2 separate regions of the Canis lupus genome follow, and region 2 is linked to region 1. Evidence: chromatin contacts called from public Hi-C data. All regions are on one chromosome and are shown on one strand. Each heading gives the region's core, a stretch centred on a gene start, on an enhancer-like site or on the middle of the called end of the contact. The rest is flanking DNA. Distances are from core to core; before and after follow the strand shown.

Region 1 (7,528 bases), core at 2,896-5,395:
TCCCCTAGATATATGTCACTGTGAGTCTCATTTCTATGGATTGTGGCAAGGGGGAGGAAAAAGATTAAATTGAGGTTGAATTTATTATATGTACATTACTTGGCAAAAAGGATTTTTTTTTTACTAAGATATCAATTCAAATACTATTTACTTATTAGCACTCATATTATAGTTAAGTCCAAAACTATGAGGGATATAACAAAAGAAGTCATAATTCTCATCCTCAAGGAGTTTACTAGGAACTCAAACCATATGGCAATATATTTTGTGTTACATAAAACACAGGTTCTTTTAAGTTTTCCTCAAAATCATTTTATCATTTTTTAGTTTTAATTTTTTTAACATTTTATGTATTTGAGAGAGAGAGAGAGAGAGAGAGAGATAATAGCAGGTGGAGCAGCACGGAGAGTGAGAAGGAGAAGCAGGCTTCCTGCTGAGCAGAGAGCCCAATGTGGGGCTGGATCCCAGGACCCTGGGATCATGATTTGAGTTGAAGGCAGACACTTGGCTAAGCCACCCAGGCACCCCCATTTTTTAGCTTTCAGAGGCCTACAAATTACTGGTCTCATCAAGGGCTGAGCTCAATTTATTTCAAGATAATATTATTATTTTTTAAGATTTTATTTATTTATTCATGAGAGACACAGAGAGAGAGGCAGAGACACAGGCAGAGGGAGAAGCAGGCTCCATGCAGGGAGCCTGACGTGGACTCCATCCCGGGACTCTAGGATCAGGCCTTGGGCTGAAGGCAGCGCTAAACCGCTGAGCCACCTAGGCCGCCCCTCAAGATAATATTCTTGACCAGGGATTCATGTTACACATTTACTTATTAAACAGAACTTTCATCTCTTCTTGGGTTCAGGAGGGAGATGGATAAAGAAGTATGCTTGGTAAAAGTTAAGGATTAAAAGTTTACTAACAAAAATCTGGAGCTGTATCACAATCTAATAGATTGGCTGGTATGGCTTCAGTATGTGCCTGGGATATGATGATATTTTAGAAAGGTCTTGATACTTAAGATAAATGTTGTTACATACACAGCAATAAATGCTCTTTCATGATTTTAGAGTGTAGCATTCTGATTAATGAAATATTCTGGTTTTAATATCGATTTTATTATAGAATCTGAATTACTAATGAAGAAAATGAAGCTTGAATGTTAAAAATGGCTTATATTAAAACTACAGGTATGAATAAGAAAGGAGTTTCAGGCCTTTTTTGGACATCACTCTGAACTCCCACAAACACTGATGGTGAGCAAGTTACTCTGAACAAAGTACTGTCTTACAATTGAGAGGGACAGAAAATATTTAAGATGTGGCTCCTGCCTCTTAGAAAGTATGTTAGCTTTTAGAGAGTTCCAGTTAACCAAATATGGGTCACCTGGGTGGTTCAGTTAGTTGGGCGTCTGCTTTGGGCTCAGGTCATGATCCCTGGGTCATTCTTTGAGCTCTCTGCTCAGCAGGAAGTCTGTCCCTCTCTTTGCCCCTCCCATCTGCTCTTGTTCTCGTTCTCTCTCTTTCAAATAAATAAATAAATAAAATCTTAAAGAAAAGCCCTAAATGAATAAGTGTTTATTAGTAGATGATGTTACATATATTTTACTTTCCATTTTCCATTCTGATTAAGCCCTCTTACGTTTTCATTTCCCTTTTCAATCTTTCCCAACTATCAAAACTATGTGTGCTTCAGAAATAGACTGTAGTGGCTAAACAAAGTGCTTTGTCCCTAGCAGCCTTAATCTGTATTTGTTGAACTGAAATGAATATCTTGTCCAGTTTTAACTTCATGTGCTTGGCAATTGGCTAAACTGGAAAGTCAAAGACACATTGAAAAATGAGGAGATGGGACGTCTGGATGGCTCAGCGGTTAAGCATCTGCCGTTGGCCCAGGGCGTGATCCTGGAGTCCAGGGATCCAGTCCCACATTAGGCTCCCTGCATGGAGCCTGCTTCTCCCTCTGCCTCTCTCTCTGTTTCTCTCATGAATAAATAAATAAAATCTTTAAAAAAAAATGAGGAGAGAATATTGCTAAATACTGCAGCTGCCAAGAATCTCCTTTCAAAACCTAAAGTCTGTTACATGAATTATGAACTCTTTAAACTCTCTTCCACGTTTGTTTACACAATTGATCATTGAAACTACTTTAGAATATGTGTGTCAATTATTTAGCATATTTTAAAAGCTTCCTTAATAACATCTTTAATAAGTGGATGCAATTATGTATTTATTTACTGCAAACAGTTATGAATAACAGATAACCTAATTATAGTTTATCATTACCTCTAATCATTCCAATGGAAAGATTTCTTTCCCTGCATTCATATTGTTTTGGTCCATGAGTATGGAAAGCAGCAGATTGTTTTCTGTGATCATAGATTTTAAATATTTACTTGCTAGTGCTGCATAATTTAGCACACTGTAGTTGGAAAGCAGTTTGTATGGTAGTGGATGCCATGGTGGTGTTACAGAATAGTTTCCCTCTGTGACTTCTACGTGAGGTTGTAAAAATGGAAAGTATTCTACTCCATTTTTCTAACCAATTAGAATCTGTTTAGCTGCAAATCCACAGATAACCAATGTTTATGGTATGCATCAATTTTATTTTGTATAATTACCATATAGTTTAAGAATTCAAGTATTGTTTCTTATATGCTATTAGTGCACAATATCAAAAATAAAACCTATCTATTCTCGGTAACCTAAATCCTTATGAAAGTAACAAAAAGGCATCTAGACCGCTGGTTTGATACATGCTATATCTGTCCTAAGAAATCGAAACAAGAAGCGAAGAAACAGTTATTTTGTTTGTTCCCTATCATAAATGTTACATTTATGATCTTGCTATATCTTTTGTGTGATTCGTTACTTGGTTGCCCTACCTCATAATAGAAAATAAGTAGCTCCAGTTATCTGTTTTTGTAAGAATAACCATGAAAATAATCCAAACCGTTAACACGTTAAAAAGGTGAAAAACATAAAAAAAATTTCATGTTGGGGACGCCTGGATGGCTCAGTGGTTAAGCTCTGCTTTCCGCCCAGGGTGTGATCCTGGAGTTCAGGAATCGAGTCCCATGTTGGGCTCCCTGCAAGGAGCCTGCTTCTCCCTCTGCCTGTGTCTCTGCCTCTCTCTCTCTTATGAATAAATAAAATCTTAACAATTTTTTTTCCATTTTGAACTTTAAACTCAGCATTCTGAAAGGTTTCTTTTCCCATGTGGGTGCACAGTCCTGCAGTACAGATTGTTAATTTTTTACTTCTAGCTCTTACTATAATTTCTTATGCAATTCAGGAGCATGTCTGTAGTCCCTTTTCCAATACAATCTTTCAGTACTGCAAAACGACCTAGAATTACACTTTTCAGTAATTTAGTATCAAAACCCGTATGAGTGTGGGTAAAAATTTCCATTTCATAAAAAGCCTTTACACCATCCTGTGTTTCAGCCCTTGAAAATAATCGTAATGTGGAAAGTGCACACATTCCTTAACATCTTTTTTTTTTTTTTAAGATTTTTTTCAATTATTCTTGAGAGACACAGAGAGAGGCAGTGACACAGGCAGAGGGAGAAGCAGGCTCCCCGCGGGGAGCCCCAAGTGGGACTCGATCTCCGGTCCTAGGATCACACCCTGAGCCAAAGGCAGATGCTCAATCACTGAGCCACCCAGACAGACATCCCACATTCCTTAATATCTTATATAAGTATTTACCTACAGTTTCAACTATAGCTTGGCTTAGAGAACCTTCACAACAGGATAGCAAGGAATATCTGTATTTTTATCGGTCTGCATTAGCCCAAGGAATTTAGCGACTCCTCCGAAATTACATCTCGGGTCTTGCGGGTGTCAGGAGGAGAGCGAAGACTGAGGGGCGCAGTGGATCCTGGGTCTTGTAGTTCAGGCGCTACCGGAGAGGGCGTTGCGTTGCGTGGCACGCTGGGAGTTGAAGTCCAATTGTCCAGCGGGACCTCAAAGCCGGCGTAGTGTGGATTATCTACCAGAGACACGAATTACTGACAAGATACGTTCCCTTGGCTCTATGCCTGCCATATTGGTAACCTAGGGCTTCAGGTGGCGAACGGGGGAGGGGGGGGGAGCGGGGAAGGCTGAAGTGGAGCGTGGCTCTGTTGGCGCTAATGTCGCTACGGCCAATCGGAAGGATTTAGTGCCCCGGAAGTGTCTGACTTACTGGGTTGGAAGGGGAGGCCTTTCCTCTAACTACGGCGGCCGGGGGAGCTCAGGTGCCTGTGGCTGCGGCGCCGAGGTCGGAGCGTCTGCGTGTGGACCGGCTGCTTTTGGGGCGGCTGCTGCTAGAGCTGGAGCCTTTCCCGGGTTGGTGTCTCCTGCACATTTTTTTTTTTTTCACGTCTCCAATTCTGTTTCGGTGAGGGGTGATTTGAGTGGAGCGGAGTCAGGAGAAGGTTGGGACTTAGTGTCTCTGGTCGCCAAAAGATCGGTTTTTTTGGGGGGGGGGGGTGAGGGGAACCCTGCCCTCTGTGGAGGTCCTGTGGCCAGCCGTTGAGGCTCAGGCTTTTGGCGCCTCCCTCAGCTACTTTCTAGTGTAATTTGTTTTCTGACCCCTCGCCCTTCCTGGGCTCCAGACCTAACCATAAACCTTCCTGTGGGCAGCTGTCCCCCTTGTGGCTTTGCTTGTAATCCAGAGACGACCTCTTGGCCCCTAAGCTGTCGCGTCGGTTTATAACCTTTTCCCCATTAAAAAAAGAAAAGAAGTGAAAAACAAGCATTAGATTCTCAAGATCTGCCTTCTCATTCCTAACAACCCTTTTTTCCTCCTTTTTGGCCTTCGTTACCGCTGCAGACCTTGACACACTGGCCCGAGTATCTTCACGCCTTTCCATCCAGTCGTTAAGGTCCACTCACTTGACTTGGTTCCCACTCGTCCCCAGCGCTTCCATCCACATCCACACCCACATCCACATGGTTGGAGGTTCGAATACATTCTTCTGATGACGGGTGAATCTGAGAGTCACTGGTCAACTCAGCATGCCTCTGCTTAGAGAGTTTGTATGTCTTAAGATTTCTTTGGCTTACGTTTTCCTTTTGTGTTATTTTCCCCACAGAGGTTTGCTGTTACCCTATAGTTAGGGGAGAATACTTTGTCCTGAGGGCTCTTTGTGTTGGAATTACTTAGGGGGGGATTTCCCCTCCCCATTCTTAGTCGGAACGTGTCCCCCCTGTGGAATTTGCAGTGATTTAGTGTCCGTTAATAGCAGATGGACACAAGGGAATGCCCTTTCCTTCTAGCTGGCTTGTGATTTGTTATGAGATTATGAGTCATTGAAAGTACCCAGAGGGATTGGAAAAGCCTTGAAAGGTAAAGTCTATGTATGTTCCAATTTACACATTAATAAATCTTTCCTGAACAAGGAAGGGTTTCTAATTGATACAATAATCTGATGCTGTATTGAATTATCAGCTCATTCTCCATAAATTTTGGTAACTGTTTAAAGGTAAAAAATAAAAAAAATAAAAAAAAAGGTAAAAAATACCCAAAATAAGGAATTGTATAATGTAGTAAAAAAAGTTTAAAAACCGTTTAACTAATGCTCTTTTTCTGTGAAAGGAAGGCAAGTATGTTGAAAAATTTTTTTGTTGTAATCGTTTTTGATACTGTTATATATATTTTGATAGATCTGGTAAAACAGCATTAGGTGCTGTTCATTTATGTTTCACAGACAGAAATTTTTGTACTTTCTGGCTTTATGGGGACTGTGTAACTCAAATGAGTCTGTAGCTTTTCTTCTATTCTGTTTATTGCACTGTGGAAACCCTAATAGTAACACTTACATTCCTCTTTTTTTTTTTTTTTTTTTTTAAGATTTTATTTATTCATAGAGATAGAGAGAGAGGCAGAGACACAGGCAGAGGGAGAAGCAGGCTCCATGCAGGGAACCCGATGTGGGACTCAATCCCGGGTCTCCAGGATAAAACCCCGGGCTTCAGGTGGTGCTAAACTGCTGCGCCACTGGGGCTGCCCGGCATTCCTCTTTAAGCAGTCAAATATAGTCTATACATGTCAGTAAATATAAAAATTACTTACCTATACCCTGTCAAATTGGAATTATTCCTAATTAATCAGAAATGGTTTCAGCCGTGACTATGATTTGGAGCTGAATATATATATTTCAGATGTAATTCACTCATAGAATCCGTTTTTTAAATTAATTTTTTATTTTTTTTATTTTTATTTTTTTAAATTTTTATTTATTTATGATAGTCACACAGAGAGAGAGAGAGAGAGGCAGAGACATAGGCAGAGGGAGAAGCAGGCTCCATGCACCGGGAGCCCGACGTGGGATTCGATCCAGGGTCTCCAGGATCGCGCCCTGGGCCAAAGGCAGGCGCTAAACCACTGCGCCACCCAGGGATCCCTAAATTAATTTTTTAAAATTTAAATTCAGTGAATTAACATATAATGTATTATTGGTTTCAGGGGTAGAATTCAGTGATTCCTTGGTCTTATATAACACCCAGTGCTCATTACATCAGGTGCCCTTCTTAATGTCCATTACCTGGTTACCCCATTCCCTTACCCCTCCCCCTCCTGTTTGTTTCCTATGATTAAAGAGTTTCGTATAGTTTGTCTCCCTCTCTGATTTCATCTTGTTTTATTTTCTCCTCTCTTCCCCTCTGATCCTCTGTTTTGTTTCTTAAATTCCACACAAGTGAGATCATATAATAGTCTTTCTCTAATTGACTTATTTTGCTTAGCATAATATCCTTTAGTTCCACTCATGTCATTGCAAATGGCAAGATTTCATTCTTTTTGATGGCCGAATAGTATTTATATATATATATATATATATATATATATATATATATATATACATTTTTATGTATTCACCTGTTGATGGACATTTGGGCTCTTTCCATAGTTTGGCTATTGTGGACATTGGTGCTATAACCATTAGGGTGCAGGTGCTCCTTCAGATCACTACATTTATATCTTTGGGGTAAATACCCAGTAGTGCAATTGCTGGGTCATTGGGTAGCTCTATTTTCATCTTTTTGAGGAACCTCCATACTGTTTTCCAGAGTAAAACCATCAACAGCTTGCATTCCCATCAACAGTGTAAGAGGATTTCCCTTTCTCTACATCCTCGCCAATGTTTGTCATTTCCTGACTTGTTAATTTTAGCCATTCTGACTGATATGAGGTGGTATCTCATTGGGTTTGATGTGTATTTTCCTGATGAAAAGTGACATGGAGCATTTTTTCATGTGCCTATTGTCCATGTGTAGGTCTTCTTTGGAGAAATATCTGTTCATGTCTTCTGCCCATTTCTTGATTGGATTATTTGTTCTTTGGTTGTTGAGTTTGATAAGTTCTTTATAGGTTTTGGGTATTAGCTCTTTATCTGATATGTCATTTGCAGATATCTTCTCCCATTCTGTTGGTTGTCTTTTGGTTTTGTTGTTTCCTTTGCTGTGCATAAACTTTTTATCTTGAAGAAGTCTCAAGTCTTCTGCATGTGGCCAGTTTTCCCAACACCATTTGTTGAAGAGATGGT
Region 2 (7,528 bases), core at 1,913-4,412, 310 kb before region 1:
TCGGGGGAATGGATTCTATTGTCTCCAATTGAACCTTGACAGATACCATAAATTGTAGAGGAAGAATGGGGGCTGCAGACAATAGGATTGCACTAAGATAAGAGAACTAGAATTAGGAAAATTATAATAGGAAAACTAGAATTGGTTATCTGTCCTGGTAGAGTTTGAATGTAGGATTGATCCTGCTAGTACTAGAGAATGAGACGCTCCAGTGCATGATACACAATGGCAAACTAAGAGACTGACCAATAATTATATTTCTAGTTCTGTCTTTGTCTACTTTGATCGTCAACATTATACTGGCTTCAAAATGAGTTAGGGTGCTTTCTTTTTCTGCTCTCAAATAGGAATTATTAATCTCTTGAAAGCAGCTCAAACCCTAGCTTTGAGTTTATCTCACCAAGTGATAGCATTAATTTCTCTTTAGGCAGTTCAGAGTCGCCATGTGTATCATACTGTTCTCTATGAAAATTCAGTGATTAGGAGCTTTAAAGTCTTACTCTTAAAATGAGTTTTTGGAAAGGGTATTGATTCTAAATTAATCGGGATTTAGGATTCTTGGCTTGGCAAGGGAAGAGGTCATCAATGCCCTGCAGAGTTTTTAGGGTAAAGATTTCTACTCTAGGCAACTTCTTCCAGTCTTGTGGTTTTAAATACCATTTGGTGACTCCTAAATTTATATGCCCAGATCTAAATCCCCACCCCCCCAGCTCCAAACTTGCTATCTGTTGGCTCAACTTCTCTGTATGCAAATTAGGCATCTTAGTTTTAGTAAGAATATGGTCCATCACGACATACCCATTTTTCCCCATTTCAGCAAGGACCAACCATCCAGTTGTTTTGGGGAAAAAAGAATCCCTGTCATTTCTCTCTCTTTCTCTTTTTTATCTTTTATGCTTCAGAATACATCCAGAATCTAGCAGGTCTCAACATTTCCACTGCAGCCACCTTGTTCCAAGTCAAATAATTTATTCCGTGGGCATCTGGAATGGTCTCCTAACTAACCTTACTGCGTGCACGTTTGAAGGTCAACAGCCTATCCAACACGAGCAGCCACTTTACAAATTATGCAACTCCCCAGCTCAAAACCATCCAATGCCCTCCACCTCCTTACCCTGCTTAATCAGAGCCCTGCTGATCTCACTAATTTCATTTCCCAGAATCATTACATCTAGGCTCAATGTGCTCTAAGCACCCTAGCCTCCCTGCTTCTTTCCAGAACCCGGAGCATGTTATGCTTGAGGATTTTTTTTTTTTTTAATATTTTATTTGTTAGACACACACACACACACAGAGGCAGAGACACAGGCAGAGGGAGAAGCAGGCTCCATGCAGGGAGCCCGAGGCGGGACTCGATCCCAGGACCCCGAGGTCACGGCCTGAGCCAAAGGCAGATGCTCAACCGCTGAGCCACCCGGGCTGCCCCTGCTCGAGGACTTTAAACTTGCTGTTCCCTTTGCCTGAAACATCCTTCCCTGAGATTCCTGCAAGGCTCGCTATACTTGCATTCAGCTCTCCATTCAAGTGTCAACTCCAAGAGGTCTTTCCCGACTACTTCACCTAGAACGGCCCACGCCTTACCTCGTTCCTCTACCACTCAGTATTTCCTATCATTTTGGTTTACCGTTTGCCCCTCTCTAGAAGGTGAAGTTCCTACGGAGCAGGGAATGTATTTCCCTGGCGCCTTGAATACATGCATGCTTGGCACCAGAGCAGGAATCCTGCTGGATAGAATGCACCTGGACTGGACTTCTCCTGCCTAACTGCATCCCTGGCTCCGGGAGCTCGCCTCACTCAGGTAAGCACGCCAACCGAGGAAGCCAGCGGCAGGTAAGTGCTGCGCCGCGCCGCGCTGCGGCTGAACCCTAGGTGAGGGCTCGCGCGGAGACCCTTCCCAGCTGCCCGCGGCCAGAAGTGGGCCTTAACACGCTCGGGTTCTCGTCCTTGTCTGGCCGGGGAGGGAACGAGGTAGGCGGGAGAAGACGAGGCGGGCACGGGCTGCGGAAGGTGCCCCGGCGCTACGGCGCGCGCGTGCGGACTCGCGGCTACGCACGGCAGCGCTCGGGGCCGCCCGCCGGCCGTGGGGCGCGGGGCCGGGGCGGCGACTCCCCACCGAGAGCCCGGGCGCCCGGCGCCCAGCAAGCCCGGCAGCCATTTTCCGCAACTAGTCTCCCTAGTAACCCCGCCCGAGCGTGGACGCAAAAAACAAAAAAACAAAAAAAAAAAAAAAAAGAGGGGGGCGGGGCTCGTTGTGAGGGCCTCGCTCCGGAAGCCGCACCCTCGGGGAAGGCCCCCCGTCCAGGAGTCACGAAACGCGGGGCCAGATTTAACAGTCGGCGGCGAAAGCGCGCACTCGAACGCCAATGAGAGCGGAAGGAGGGGACCGCTCCTGAAGGCTACTCTGCATATCTGGCGATGATTGGCGGGGCTCTCCTGTCTTCTCCTTTGGTATTGGCTGGACTTCCTTGTTCCGCCCACCCAGGGGCTTTTGTGTAGGTACTTCTGATTGGCTCCTCCTGGGTGGTGGCGGGGGGGAAAGCCTGGCGTGGGGGGGGGCGCTTGCTCATCGCTGATTGGTGGATTTGAGCCCTTAGCGTCGTCTTCTCGAGGAAGGAGACCGTCCCATCTTCTCCCTGTCCCGTCTCCCGACCCGTACGCTTTTCCCCAACTCGCGCGCACGAATGGTTAAAAAAAAAAAAAAAAAAGGGTGTGAGGCTCGAGCCCGCCAGCCAGGCCTCCAGCACCTCGCGCGCGCCCTCAGCGAGGACCCGCGCGAGCTGCCCGTGACGCTGCCTGCGCTGTTTGAAACTGCAGAAGAACCCGTTAGGATCTTGGGGAAACTACCGTTCCAGCTGGTTCCGGGGCCCGTGCGTGCCGGGGGGGCGAGTGGCGGGCGCGAGGCGGCTCCTGCCTGTCGTGTCTCTGCAGCGCGGAGACTAGAACCGGCACTTTCGAAGGACGCCACCTCCAATCGCAGTGCTGGCGCGGGCGGAGGCTCAAACACGGGGGTCCTGAGAGTGAGGAAAACGCGCCAAGTTCCCCTCGGTGGTGGAGTGGGAAAGAGCCTAGCGGTTCCGGCGCTCGGCGAGCGGGGCTGCGTCCGTGGTGCTCGCCATCCCGGGGCGGGCGGGGGCGGGCGGGGGCGGGCGCCGCTCCCGGGATGTAGTTGGTGCCGGCGCCGGGCAGCACCGAGCGGCAGCCCGGGTTCCCGCCCCGAGAGCGGGTGGTCACCCCCCTGCGGGGAGGGCGATCCGGGCAGCTTCTCCCGGGTCGGGGGTGGGGGGCGCGGCGGGGGCGCGGGCAGGGTCTCACCTGTCGCACCCTCGCACATCCCGGCTGCGCTCGGGGCGTCACCGCCGCGGACCTCGCTGTGGGCCATGATCAGGTAAGAAGGGCCTGGGGAGGAGGGGCCGGTGCCCGGGCGCCGAGGCAGGTCCGGCCGGCTCCCGAGGGGGCTGCGGCGGGGGAGCCGCCAGCCGAGCCCTCCGGGCCCCGCTGTGCGTGTGCGCGTGTGCGCGTGTGCGTGTGCGTGTGCGGGGGGTGCCCTTCTGCCGCCGCAGGGCTGCGGGGAGGCAGGTGCGGGCTGCGCGTGAAATAGGCCAGCGCCGCGGGCGAGCGAGCCGGGAGCTGCGGCGGGGCTGTCGGGCGCCCACGGCCGCCGGGGAGAAGAGGCTCCCCCCACCCCTCTGGAGCCTTGTCCGGGGTCGGGGGCTGCTACATTTTACGCGTACTCACCTAATTTTTCCAGAAGTATTTCGAAGGCCACGTGTTTTCGACCTTTTGTCGAGGATGCTGTCCTTAATGGTTTTACTTTTACTTTTTTTTTTTTTTTTTTTTTTTTACCCCCTCTGGGAAATTGGAATGGAGACGTGTCGTCTTGGAAAGGGAAGCACTTAAAAACTAATGAGACTGAGTGTTGATGCTGTCATTGGTTCAGGAGTATTTAATACTCGATTTATTGTGTTTTCGGCGAAACTTGATTTAGACCTAAAGAAAACCAGGAGCAAGAAATGGTGTAGCGTGAGCCAGGGTAGCTGGTAAAAATGCGAGCCTGTCAGTGATAGTAAAGGTTAGTGATTTGAGGGAGCCAGCAGAGCTTATTGCTTAGGATTTGTCCGTTATTTCAGCTGCTGGGTCGTTTTTTTCTAGTACATACTCAAGTCCGGTTTGAGAATGCACTTTCCATCATTTGTTAAGAATTGGCTCCCAAGGAAGCCCTTTTACGAGAATCGTTAATACTGAGAGCTCCCTGACAACTTCGCGCAGGCTGGTCTGTCATTGGTGATCGCTTTCCATCAGTAGCACTAAGTGGCTAGAAGCTACGTTGAGCTGGAGAGGGAGGGGGGATGGGGAAGGGGGTCAACTTTCCAGTTGCTTCTAAAGGCTCAAAAATGTGGTTTCACTACTGAGTTCAGAGGCAGAGTGAAATGGTTGTTAGTAAAGACGGGGTTTGGGTGAATTTTGTTAGTTTATCTATTTACCCTACTACTGTGTATATTTGAAAGTCAGTGCTGAGCTTTTGTACTCCAGTAACTCCGGTCAGATCACTTTTCCCCCAGATGTCTTAATGGTAGTAATAGGATGGGTGTATAAAACTGCTATCACAAATACTGCTAGGAGTTTTTTCGATCAAAAGTTTTAACAGAGGAGAAAAGCTTGCAGAAGTCAAAATCCTGTTTTTCCTACTCAAAACAGTATTAGAAATTTGTAGTTTAAAAAAGTTTGAAAAATCAGTGGCGTGTCACGGTGTTTAGTGCATAACAACTTGGGATGCACAAAGTGCAGCAATTATTTACACTACTATCCAACTACATGTTTTATAACTTCTCACTCAACTTAAGTATAACTGAACACCAGATCTGTGCCTTTGCTTACATATGCAAGTTATACTTTAACTGGAATATAGTTGACACACGTTACATTAGTTTCAGGTGTACAACATAGTGACTTGAGCAAGCTGTACTTTAAAGAAGCTTTTTAGAGGCTTTACTTCATGTATTCACAAAAATAACTGGAAGAGGCCTTGGAAGGAAGACTCCTTCACTTGTAACACTCTTGGATTTCCCATTCACTCCTTTCTCTTTCTGACCTTGTATTTTAGAATTAGAGATAGTTGTTGCTCAGTCAATATTTTCTGAATAAGTTAAAATAAAGATTTTTTACTTAATGCTACTTTACTATAGGCGTACTAAAATGGGGATATTTTTGTGATGTGAACCTTAATCCAATAGACTAATAAAAGTTCAGTATCTGATATTTTTGTTGTTTAAGAAAGCTAAGAACAAATGGCAAGCCCTTTCTTTCATTTAAGCGATAAGCATTGAATGCCTGTTACTGGCCAAGCATTGGGTTTTCAAATGTGAAGTTCTGATTAGTTCCATTCCTTGGTAAATCTTCAAAATTAATGATTTTTATTGCTACAGCTGATAACTGAAAAGTAATGAAACCTTTCCCCTGCGATTAACAGATATGATTGATTACAACATCCTTGTATAAATTAATTCTTGTAAACTCCTTGGGATTTGAAGAGAAAATGCCTGGTGTCATACCTAGTGAAAGTAATGGGCTTTCAAGAGGTAGCCCGTCAAAGAAAAACAGACTTTCCTTGAAGTTTTTTCAGAAAAAGGAAACTAAGAGAGCCCTGGATTTCACGGATTCTCAAGAAAATGAAGAAAAGGCTTCTGAATATAGAGGATCTGAAATGTATGTATCTTGAGTATATTTCTGTATTTAAAAAATTCCATATCCATGAAGAAGTCGTGAACTTTGATATCTCCAGACATTCTGACCTGATAGTCTATGAAGGCAAGAAAAACACAGTAGTGAGACAAACCTATTAGCTAATTAGATTAACTAGGAAAAATATTTATTGGTTAAAATTATTTTTCAACTTAAATTTGTAGTGTAACATTCTATGTAGAGGGTAAAGAAATAACGTGATTTTGTGTGTGTGACTAAGAAGACTTGATAGTTTTTGAGCTGTTTAAACTTTATAGTCATACCTAATGGATAAATTATCAGACCTGCTGGTGTATAGTTGCTGATTATATTTAAGATAAACTTCAACATAAAAGCTTTAAAAGCAAAAAAAAAAAAAAAAAAAGCTTTAAAAGCAAATAAATCCTTTAGTGACTAAGATCTGAACAAAATGGAACACTTAAGCGACTACACTTCATAAACCCCCCTCTGCTCTGTACTTCAGTGATCAAGTTGTCCCTGCAGCACAGTCCTCACCTGTACACTGTGAGAAGAGAGAAAACTTACTACCCTTTGTGGGACTGAATAATCTCGGCAACACTTGTTACCTTAATAGTATACTTCAGGTAAATGGAGGATTTTTTTTTTTTTTTTTTTTGCTATTTAATAAAGCTTTAGTAGGCAAAGCATGATGTCACATTTAATATTCTGAGCATTTCAGATTACGTGGGAGTATTTTAATTGTCCATACTGTCTTTGCCTCTGATTGTAAATAAACTAGAATGGGCTAAAGTAATGATTCTAAGTTGCATGTTTACCAGCTTCCTTTTGGGTGAAAGTGATAAAATTGGGATAACAAAATTGAATTGACTTTGGTTAACTGGAAGATGCCAAACCCTTATCTTTTCTGCTTGATTCCTAGTGCCATGGTGGAATGGAATTTAAACCTCTGAACTCTGTTTAATGTACCCTTATAACCATTAAGTCTTAGCAATATGTACTCAGCCTCAGTGCTTTGCGGCTGGTGGGGGAAGACAGTGAGCTACTTATGATGAAATAGAAAACAACTTTTGATGTAGTATTAAATTAATGCACATTTGAAAGTGCTTTACAAAAAAACGTAGGTAGTGTTTTAATCATTTTAGGTATACTGTTTGCTCAGTAAACACTCAGACAACACTCTTTTTATAGGTATTATATTTTTGTCCTGGTTTTAAATCTGGAGTGAAGCACTTATTCAACATTATTTCAAGGAAGAAAGAAGCCCTAAAAGATGAAGCCAATCAAAAAGATAAGGTAAAAAATAAAAACACAATAGATAAAAAATAGAATTCACCTGCTTAGAAATGAAAAATAGATACACAGAGGATTTGGGAGGAGGATAGCAGAGTCTCTCTTAACAAACAGAATTGAATTTCTCAGTATCTTGTGTTTTCAGAAAGGCATTTTTCCCCCATTCTTGTAACAAGTTAGCTAACTAGTCACCTTTTATTTTTATTTTTATTTTTTTTACTAGTCACCTTTTAGTGCCTTCTCCTGCCTTCTAATTTACTGCTTACCACTAAACCTTGTCATTTATATATCACAGTCACAGTTGATCGTACCATCTGTTGTTTTCAAATACTTTTAAAATTTAAGTAAATCTAAAGAAACCTCCAACTTACATCATAAGAAAACCATTCTTTTCCAAATAGAAAGTAAACTAAAAAATTTTTAGTTTATTTGTATATCTCCATAAAATTAGTGTCATAATGAGATTAAATTTAGCAAAGCTAGTATTACCTAGTGAGACAAAGATAAGGGTGATGAATTTATTTAATGGTTTATGTGT

The links. A called contact is a pair of places that touch in the nucleus more often than the background predicts.
Region 2: a Hi-C map of blood shows a contact between it and region 1, with 2.5 times the contacts expected there. The contact joins the promoter of USP1 here to the promoter of ATG4C in region 1.

What each region holds. Positions count from the first base shown.
Region 1 is chr5:47,703,804-47,711,331 of UU_Cfam_GSD_1.0, reverse strand. It overlaps ATG4C (cysteine protease ATG4C), which reads left to right and starts at 4,145. Exons shown (of 10, transcript XM_038537325.1): 1 at 4,145-4,328. LOC111095936 (a long non-coding RNA gene) reads right to left here and starts at 5,179. Exons shown (of 3, transcript XR_005359682.1): 1 at 4,818-5,179; 2 at 4,186-4,699; 3 at 3,662-3,990.
Region 2 is chr5:48,009,633-48,017,160 of UU_Cfam_GSD_1.0, reverse strand. It overlaps USP1 (ubiquitin carboxyl-terminal hydrolase 1), which reads left to right and starts at 3,162. Exons shown (of 10, transcript XM_038537319.1): 1 at 3,162-3,385; 2 at 5,468-5,703; 3 at 6,203-6,323; 4 at 6,889-6,993. The coding sequence starts at 5,534.